Linked DNA regions of Sus scrofa: region 2 is linked to region 1. A link is a contact called in public Hi-C data. All regions are on one chromosome and are shown on one strand. Each heading gives the region's core, a stretch centred on a gene start, on an enhancer-like site or on the middle of the called end of the contact. The rest is flanking DNA. Distances are from core to core; before and after follow the strand shown. Region 1 holds the start of LOC110255652. Region 2 has its middle 360 kb from the start of TRNAE-UUC.

The links. A called contact is a pair of places that touch in the nucleus more often than the background predicts.
Region 2: a contact with region 1 is called in a Hi-C map of embryonic fibroblasts, with 2.7 times the contacts expected there. The contact joins the enhancer-like site here to the promoter of LOC110255652 in region 1. A contact is called at or near these places in 3 of 5 promoter capture datasets (fetal liver, fetal skeletal muscle and skeletal muscle), 4 of 47 Hi-C or Micro-C datasets (embryonic fibroblasts, fibroblasts and skeletal muscle) and 1 of 2 datasets of contacts at active chromatin or transcription factors (skeletal muscle).

The regions. Positions count from the first base shown.
Region 1 is chr10:21,776,266-21,781,439 of Sscrofa11.1, reverse strand. It overlaps LOC110255652, which reads left to right and starts at 2,610. Exons shown (of 5, transcript XR_002336251.1): 1 at 2,610-3,537. It overlaps LOC110255653 (a long non-coding RNA gene), which reads right to left. Exons shown (of 2, transcript XR_002336256.1): 2 at 4,865-5,174.
Region 2 is chr10:22,275,035-22,280,208 of Sscrofa11.1, reverse strand. No RefSeq gene overlaps it. Among named protein-coding and RNA genes, the nearest start is that of TRNAE-UUC, 360 kb to the right of the region's middle. Within about 2 kb of position 2,463, at least 32 of the 83 cell types and tissues checked have an H3K27ac peak or open chromatin away from gene starts, as enhancers often do. A contact at or near this core is called in embryonic fibroblasts and skeletal muscle, where this site is marked.

The DNA.
Region 1 (5,174 bases), core at 1,361-3,860:
GGTGGATGGATGGGGTGTCAGAAGGAAAACAGGGCAGGAAAGTTGGGAATATTGCCCAGATGCTGTCTGATGTCCTAAACCATGAGCTGTCACAGGCAAGAAGCATGGACGGAAAGGGCATGAAAAGGAGAAGGTAGTGATGGAGACGCAAACGAACTGGAGGGATCAGAAGGAAGGAACAGGAGGCACAGGACTGAGTTGGAAGGGTTGACGGTGGTAGTTCCTGAGCATGTGGGTGCATTTTCCAATCTCCAGGGTGAACTGTCCTAGCCTGTGCAGTGCAGGCGTGGGTGACAGTGGTGGGAGTGGAGGCGGCCGTCACCGGGATGGGGGAGGTCAGTGAACCGAGATAGTACAGGGTTGGGCATCCATCCTTGTGAACACGGGACCAAACCAAGGTGCTGGTGATAAAGAGGAAATCTGAGAACCGGAAGCCTGGTCCCCCGTGAATGAGAAGGACAGAAAAGGTTGATAGATGGCAGCCAACAGGAGTTAAGTAAACACGTGGCAACGCTGGGAACTTCGGCGCAGTCAGGGCCATTGTTCTACATGATTAATCTGGACCAATATTGGGGACAGTCCATGGTCTCCAAGTAATTTCCCCACTTGTCCTCCAGTGTCTGACTCCTTTACTTTAACTTCATTTTAAAAGGTGGTTGTTTTTCACACATTATCGTCCCAGAGTTATTTCGTAGCTGATGGCTGCTCATGAATTGATCATTGGGAGACAAAAGAAAGAAAAAATACCAGCACATGTGTATCTCATCTTTGCTGTGATGGGCATTAGGAGGGCTTAAAAAATAGTGAGATATAACCCCGTCCTTGGAATCTTTTCAATAGAGTGGAGAAACTTGATATTGTCACCTGGGTGCTGTATGAGAAGGTGGACTTAGAAAAGTTCTGGATGACAGGAAGGAAAGGCAAGGTAGGGAAAACTCAGAGCCACTCAATGAAAGAACAAGGTCAAAAATAAGATGATTGTCTAATTCTGCCTACCCACCTGTAGGTAGCCCGGCCTAGCTGCCATGAGTGACAGGGAGCACAGGTAAGGATGCTGACACTCCTCAAGTTGACAAACAGACCCCACAAGGATAGGCAGTGTGAGTGGATGTTTCCTTTAATTTCTGTGGTTGCAGGGAGGACACATCCAGGAAAGTCCATAAGGTTCTTGATATTCTTAATATGAGGAACTTTTGACACTATTTAGGAAAGGATCCAGGATTTGACTTACCCCAGGGTTCGATGTATTTCAAGCTCCAGACCAGCCATGAAACACCTCAAGGCCCAGACCGATGTGCTGGGAAAGTTTGTTCCTTTGATAAATGTGGATGCTTCTCTGGTTGAATGACCACACAAGGCTCTTTCAGGGGGTCCAGACTCAAATATAGTCTACTGCCCTTCTAAGACCAATTTACCGTCCCGTGTGGGTCACTTAATGGTATGATGTGGGTCTGAACCAAACACACTTATGTGACTACAGCAGATATTCTGCATCCACTGAGTGAAATTTGAATATTTCACATAATGCCATATGTGTGAAATAGTCAAATGTGTTGCATCAGAAAGGGGAAAAAAAAAAAAAAAACTTCAGCAGCACCATAATGAAAATCTGTGCAGTGTGTAAAGTGGAGGAGCGTTGGTTTGAATCAAGGGCCATCAACTACCAACTTTGTGGAACGGAGTATCTGCCTCCTTTCCTCTGCTCTGCCTCGGAGATGACCAGAGCTAACCCAAGGATAACTGAAAGGACTGGACAGGATGGGATGGGATGTGCTTGGCGCATCCCCTGGCGGATACAATAGCCAGGTGCCTGCAAGGGAGCACCACTGTCCTCCTGGGAAAAAAAGTCGACAGAAATATCAGAGGTGGGTGTGCACATCAAGCAGGACCGTGATGGTAAAAGCAACTGAGTCCGGTTTTGTCCCCAGGAAATGAAAGTAATGAAACTTAGCCTACGAGTTGTCACATGTTAAACAATTTCATGAAACAGAGTGACGGGCTCTTAGGAGGTTTGCAAGGAAAAGCAAACAAGTCCTACTCCCTCGGGTGTTTCCTTCATTTCTTTTACACATCTGGATCCTGGATCAGGGTAAATGGATCAAGAGGTATTGCCCATCAGAGGCCTCCTCCCTCACCTTTAGCCACCGTTTCATGGGGAATACGGGATGCGATGGTGTCTAAGGGTCTGAGGTTCCCTTAGGGGACTTGCACCTCTAAATCCTCACAAATGCACTGGAGACTTTTAGCAACCAGGTGACTTAAACAATGCTGTGACAACTGAAAAGTGCCTTTTGGCTGCCCTTTTTATGGTCATTTTTCATTATTAAAAGAGGGAAATTAAAGAACAATTGGGGGGTGTTCCCATCATGGCACAGCAGAAATGAATCCCATTAGGAACCATGAGGTTACGGGTTTGATCTCTGGCCTTGCTCAGTGGGTTAAGGATCTGGCTTTGCCATGAGCTGTGGTGTAGGTCGCAGACGCGGCTCAGATCCCAGTTGCTGTGGCTGTGGTGGAGGCTGGCAGCTACAGCTCCGATTAGACCCCTAGCCTGGGAACCTCCATATGCTTGGGTGCGGCCCTAAAATGACCAAAAAGAAAAAAAAAAAAAAAAGAACAATATGGAAAGTATACTTCCTCTTCTGCCCTGCTTAACTGAAGCTTTTTTGATAGTGTTGCCTTTTAACCTTTTCCAGGGTTATTCTCCCCGCTATGTAGGAGCTACTCAGAAAAGTTAATTCTGTTTCTGGGTATCTCTAATGTACAACGTCGACTGTTTAGAATGGCAATTAGGCTTCTTTCCACATCAAAATAAAATCTGAACATTCATCATTGAAGAAAAATTGATTTTGTGCTTCCAAACATGACCGAGTTCGGCAAAGGGATAAGAGGATAATTTACTTTCTGTCACCTCCAAAGTTAACTGAGGAAACACACACACACACACACACACACACACACACACACATTTCCCTGACAGGCAGACAGGCAAATCACAGACAAAACTGCAGGGCAGGGGGATAAAAAGGGAAAAAAAAAAAATCTTGAAAAAGCTGAGCTCTTCCAGTCCCCTCCCACCAGGCTCCGTGAAGGATGACTTCAGTCCGTCTCCTAACTAATTCTGTCACTGTAAAATCCTACAGTCATTCTTCCACACATAAAGGACAAATAAGCTGGAGAGGAGGACCCAAGTGCTTTCATTTTTAACTCTTCACCAATGGAGGAGAAGGCAGAATGCCTAAGCTGTGTCTCAGTGGCCAATAGGATAGCTGTGTATCTCCCACGTGACTCACTGCCCCTGTCTTTCACATGGGCTGTAATTTAGTTCAATTCAGAACTGCAGATAGTACGGCTTTCACAGGAGCAAGGAATGCCTGGGCACAAGTGCCTGAGTTCCGAGGGACTTTGGGAAAACACTTTGCTCTCTCCCTCCTTCCTGGAATCAGGGATTCTGCACCTGCATCAGAGACCGTCCAGCCAGAGCCGCTGCTGTGCCTCCAGGGACCAGGAACGAGCACAAATAAGCGTTTTGAAATTGTAAGTATACATTTCTTTCCATCCAGGGTACTGGTTCCAATAGTTTTATGTCATAAGCATCCAATATGTGAAGATGTGGTTTTTTTGGTGCTCCTCTTTTATGTGTGTACAGAAGGGTGTTCAGCTGGCAGGAAAAGGTTTCCAAAACAATTGTTGCATGCTTGATTTGGTTAAAGATAAAGAATGAAAAATAAAAGTCAGGCATTCCAAGAGGAGCTGCAGGAGGCTGCACCTTGGAACAGTGCTCCGGCACGCTGCTTTGTTCGGAAGAAAAAAATGAAGGCACACACATATGTACTTACTTCACTTCTTTTCGCTCTTGAGTCTAATCAGATTCGATCCGTTCCCAAGAAAAATAAAAGGCAAACTTTGCTGACTCCACTGACAAGGACACCAGCCACTCTCCAGACATCTGACAGTTATTATAATTAGCTATGAAAGACGGCTAAGACACTTGGGGCAAGGAGCTCTTAAATTCTGAACAATGGCTTCAAGCCAGGGCTTTCTTTTTATTTATTTTTTCAACCACCACTTTTCATGTTCTAATCATAATAGAGACCGAACTGGTCTTTAGGGTTTTAGTCCACAAAATATGAAAGCACGTCCCGGCAGAAGGGAGAGGCTACTGAAAGGGGCCAGTGTAAAGACAGAAGCAAAGGACAGCTTTCTGTCCCAGGATCCAGCCTTCCATGTATAAAGATTTTTTTTTTTTTTTTTGAAATTCCTAATAGGGTGGAGTGAGGATGTGGGGGTAGGGAGGAAGCATGCCGAAGCTTCTTTATAGAAGAATGCTTAAAGAATAAAGTAATTGGGGATTTCTTTGGACTGGCACACAAGGGTATCCTTAGCATTGAAGTCACATTCACGGTAAGATTTTTTTTTTTTTTGATGGAGTTTCCAACAGAAGCAACATACAAAGCAGTTTTTTTAATTAATAAAATAATTGGAAACAAATGGGGGAGAATGATCCGTGCTATTGCTTTCTTTCTACATGCAGCGAGGGTAAACCAGCAATGCCTTAATGCCCTCACTTCTAGAATCATCCAAATCCTTAAAAAGTTATCAGCTAAGTCGCCTAAGAAATTAAACAGTAAATCCAACCGATGTGATTTTTCACTGATGCAGATTTTGACGGGCAATACCTCCAGCCAAAGGGGAGTTTGGAAGAAAACATCGTCCTCCTCATTTTTTTGAAAGAGAATATTAACTCCATCAATTATGGAAAGGAATTATTCAAAGGCTCCAGACATAACTAATTATGGCTTAAAGAGATCTGCCAGAGCAGAGCTTGCATTCTAATTATAAAAGTCCAAGACGTTCGGGAGGCTTTTTTTTTTTTTTTTTTAAAGAGGGCTTGGACACACATCTTCGCATAATCTTTTTTAAATACACCATTTTTTTTTTCTTTGTCTGCTCTCCTGTTATCCACACCTCCCCCACCACGGCCCACTGTGTGCCCAGACACCTGAAGACCAGACATAATGATCAACAGAGCCCCAGCCTGTCTGGACTCCAGCCAGGTCCCCCTCTACAATCAAGGAGCCTGCACGCAATCCCTGCCTGGCCTATCCCCCTGCTCTGTGCAGATCCGGGATGGAAGTCTTACACATACTGCGGAAAGATTAAAGACAACAATA
Region 2 (5,174 bases), core at 1,214-3,713, 500 kb before region 1:
CCAAAGGTACGTGGTTGTCTTACAAACAGGAATGGTACGTGCTGCTTCTGCTCCATGACGTGAATGAGGCAGCAGAAGTGGCCTTTTACCACAAAAATGTGTTAGAACACATGGACCCCTAGAAAACTGCTGAATTGCCAAGTGGAAAAATATGTTGTTCCTTTAGAAATGGAAATTTCTCATAGAAAAATGCAGTGGGAGTTTTATCCTGTTCTCTTCAGAATAAATAAACATAACCATAGAATAAATGTTCGTTTTTTAATCCTAAATCGAGAATAGATTAACTTTAAAAACATACCAAAGCATTTTTAGATCTATAGGGAAACGTGAACACTGAATATTGCTATTAAAATGCAAAAGTTATGGTTTTTTGCTCATTTTTCTCTGTGAAAGTAAAATAAATAATGGATCATTTGTGGTTGTTTCTCTACTGAGTTTTCTTATTAGTGGAGTGTTAATTTTATCATATTTCACTTGTATAATATATTATAGGAATTTTTACACTCTAATAAGTGCTTTCGTGTAAGAGCAGTGAACAGTGTTCTCAGTTTAACTTTGCTAAGCATGACTTTAACATCCATATTTCCTGAATTTGTTATTTGAATATATAACCTCTATCTCATTCCATGTATTTTTGGCTCACATTTTCTATGATTTTTATTCCCAGGTGTATGTAAACACGAAAAGCCAACAGGTAACCTATGTTCACTAGCAACTGGGGAATTGGCAGAGCATTAGCCCTAACGCCATTTCTCAAAAACAGTCAATTTGGCTTCGGGTGGCTGCCTCTGTGTGAATCGTCAGTTGAAGCTGACTGGTGGAGAACTTGTGCACCACTTCATGCTTTTGTTCTTGAAGCTAATTGTTCAGAACTTAAAAGTGTTCATGCCAGAAAGCCTTGTAGTGACATGCAAACTATCACGTTAAGAAAATAAGGGTCAGCACAACTGAAATATTATCCCTTACAGATACTTTTCTCCATGGTGAGCTTCAGTGGGGACATTTTTACTTTTGGATGAAAAAAACAGGAAAAGATCCTTTCAGCATGATTTCAGGTTTCTCACATCTTTTATTATTATTATTATTATTTTGTCTTTTTTAGGGCCACACCCACAGCATATGGAGGTTCCCAGGCTAAGGATCTAATCAGAGCTGTAGCCACTGGCCTACACCACAGCCACCGCGACACAGGATCCGAGCTGCATCTGCGACCTACACCACAGCTCATGGCAACGCCAGATCCTTAACCCACTGAGCGAGGCCAGGGATCGAACCTGCAAACCTCATGGTTCCTAGTGGGATTCGTTAACCACTGAGCCACGATGACGGGAACTCCTAACATCTTTTTAATGTAAAGCTTTGTGCCTTAGCTTATTTGCAGGTGACACAGTGAAGCATGGTTCTAGGTTTTAAACTTTCTGGACAACAGCATTGCCATAATATTTCCAGGTTGTATTTACCTTATTTCTTCTATTTACCTTTTAAAAGATGGTTTTGGCATTTTATTAAGGGTTAATATTTGAAGACTCCCTTGTACTCCAAATAACTTATACCTTTAAGAGTACACAGAACAATTTATTTTACTATATAATCCAAGTTTCTTTTACATGGCCATTTGTGTACTGAAGTGGTATCACATTATCTAAAAGTTTAATTGAACCTTAGAATTCTTTACTACTGAATTAATGGAAGAACTTCTATCATGTGCACATCTATGTGCCAAGTTTGTGTTTTGTTTTCTATTAAATATATCCCTTTTAATTTTATCTGAATAAAGGAGAATAACACATAGCTTTTCATGAATAATTGAATTAATCTGGCATTAATTTGCTTTATGTGTAAGCTGTTATTATTCTCCAAACTTATTCATTTTTGTGTCTCAATTTGTATTTTATTTTTTTTTCGCTTCCCCACCACTATCCTACTTACATTTTGCTGAAGATCCAAACATGCTCCTTATTGTAGCATGGTATGTATATGCAGCAGACATAATTTTTTTAAAGAAGATATAATGCATTAGGTTTACTCAACACCCATATTGGTGTTAACCACACATATCAGTGATGGAATTTGCAGTAGGGGATCCACTATGATTCTCTCTTTTTTTTTTTTTCTCATGTTCCTATTTTTGTAAGCTCAAAAGAGAGAACTTGACTCCAAAGACATGGTGTTGCTCCCGATCAAATTTTAAATGATATATAATTAGGTTTGTATGTGTCTTATACATTAAAGTTATATTCTTGGGAACCGGAACCAGAGACTTGGCTGGTGGCAAGAAATAACAAATTCTTCCTTCCCTTGTTTTGTCCGAATTCCTTCCTTCCTCTGTCAAACATCACAAAGCCCTCTTCAAAAAGAACACTCCATGAGTCAGAGAGATCCTCACTGCCCCACTCTCATTCTGTGTAAACCAGAGTCGGCACATGACACAGTTCAGCGCCAGGGCCCTGCCTGCTTGTCGGTTCTCCCAATTGACGTCTGTTCCCCTAATTGACAGCGCCTGTGACGCGTGTAGGCAGGTCTAGGCTCAGAGCAGCTCCCAGATCTGAGCACATGGGGAGGGGGGGAGGGAGAGGAGGACTAATCACTCCCGCTCCTTCATCTCCAGGAGAAGAAAAGCACCAGCTTGACTGTCCAGGATCATGTCAGAAACGCAAGACGACGTTATTTGCAAGGAGCACACAGGCAAGGGGAGCGGTGTCCCGGGCTGGACAATAAGGAGTTAGGAGAGCCGTTTCCAAGGGCCTCTGACAGCGGAGGTTCAGGATACAGCTGTGTGGCTGATCAACAAAGGAATTTTCAAAGGGTTCCTGGACAGGGATGAATACAATTATTCATCTAATGGCAGGTGCCGTGAAAGGAAGAAGTGCTGTTAACTCCTAATATGGAGAATGCAGTTAAGGGTCCAAGAGAATGAGAGCAAGAAAATTATAGAAAGCCAGCTCAGATACGCATGGCAATGCTGATAAATTAGTAACACAGCCTCAGGCATTTTGCCAAGACAACTGCCAACACCATGGCTCAGACTGTCAGCAGACATGTTTAGTACTATGTCAGAAAAGTCAAATTTCACTCTCCTATCCAGGGGAGGACAAGAATATATATATTTAAAGTGCCCCATTGCAATCCAGCCCATATATGTGAAACATGCTGTTTTTCACATGGTATCCTCAGTTTACTCCTGAGCTTTTTCGTGCTTAGATGGAGGATTTAATTAACGAAAAATCCAATCAATCCTTCTCTGAAAGGGATCATGGAGTCTTCCCAAATTAAATAGAGAGGCATCCAGCTAAGCTGGTTATCATTTGGAGATTCTTTCTCGCAAATTTTCAAACAGCAAGACAAACTTTGCCACACACAAGTCAGTCCAACCAGGAATTCTGCTGGGAAAGACTTTCATGAACACTATAGGTATTAATGATTTCTGCCAGTTTCAGCTCTGCAAAAACTGTGCCTGTTTCTTAGAGATAATGGTTGGGTTCTTCTGCCTCTTTACAAACCATTCCCTAATTTATCCCACTAGTAGTTATTGAATGTTTTTTATGTGCCAGACCCTTTAATAAAGCCTTGTTTATTGCTACTCAGTGTAAACTTTAGAAGAATGTAAACTATATATGAACCTAAAACGTTGCAGTTTTTTGATTATGTTGAGTTAATGCAACCATTAAGATAAAACTCCTAAAGGTGATTATTATTTTCTTTCTAAAATATCTGTTTCTTCTATCTTAAATTATAAGCTTCTGGGAGCAAGTTTTGAATCCAGGTGTTCTCATTTTTTTCTCCTAGACATTGCCCCATCAAAGGCCCTCAATATTTTCTGTAGATATTAACTCAGATATAAACAGATAAGCATACAAATATAATAATCATTAGAGCAAAAAGCAAAATATTAAACGAGTATAATTAAATAGAAAATGTCCATTGTTTACAGTCACTCATTCCATCCATGCACCCATTCCTCCTTCTAATCACTCATCCATTGATTTATTTCTTAATTCTACCATGTGTCAAGGATAATGCCAGATGCTAAGATAAATAAGTGAAACAGGCATGGACTCTGCAATCCCAGGGAGATTGTATTCTTCTGAAGGTGAAAGTAAACAAATAATTACATGTTGTGAGAAATACAAAAAATCCAGGTAGACATACTCCTCTCTGAGGAGGTGAGATTTAAAAAGTACTGATAGAATCAAAGAATCTCAGTTACTTTGCAGGTGGTGCAAAGGCTCTAGGCAGAGAAAGAGCTTGGTGACACCCCATGTATGGGGTTGAATAGTGTTTGCACAAAACTTCACACCCGCCTAGAACCTCAAAATATGATCTTATTTGGATATAGGGTCTTTACAGAAATAACCAAGTTAAGATGGGTTAGAGTGGACCCTCACTGAATAACTAGTGTTCTTGAAAGAATAGAAAAACATTTGGATGCAGAACAGGGAAGAAGGCCATCTGATCTCAGATGCAGAGCTTAGAGTCATGTTGCCATGAGCAAAAGAACACCAAGAATTGTAAGTGGAAGCAAAGAAGGATTCTTTCCTAGACCTTCAGAGGGAGCATGGCCCTGCCAACACCTTGGCTTTGGACTTCCAGCCTCCTAAACTGTGGGCAAAAAATTGAATTTATGTTGCTCAGAGCTGTTCAGTTTGTGGAAATTTGTTAGAGCAGCTGTAGCGAACTAATACACCTAGGAAATGTCAGGAGACTTCTAGAATCACTGGAAAAGAGAATTTTTTTTTTTCCCCAAAGCTGCTAATCTGGGTGACACACATGAGGCTATTTCGCCATGACTGAGGGGTACCTTGCCAGTCAATAAAATCGTGATGAGAAGCAGTAGATAGAGAAAACCCTCACTGAATATCTGGATTCAGCCCAAAGCCTTTTCTGTGCAAGTCATTTGAACTGAGTTTCTGTCATTCATGTCTTTAAAAAAACCTAAATAATACAGAAATTAGTACTTGGAAATAGAATGTTACACCTGGTGGCTCCTAAAATACAGGCTTGTCTGTGTCAAGATGAAGTTATGGGCAGAGAGAATATCTTTGTCTCAAGAGGAGATGTGGACATTTCCTTTATATGTCAGGAAATCAACTGATTCAGGTGGACGCCTGATGTTTCTGGAGATACAAACTCCATGCTTCATTGAGCCTGAGCTTGAGCAATTTCATAAAAACTAT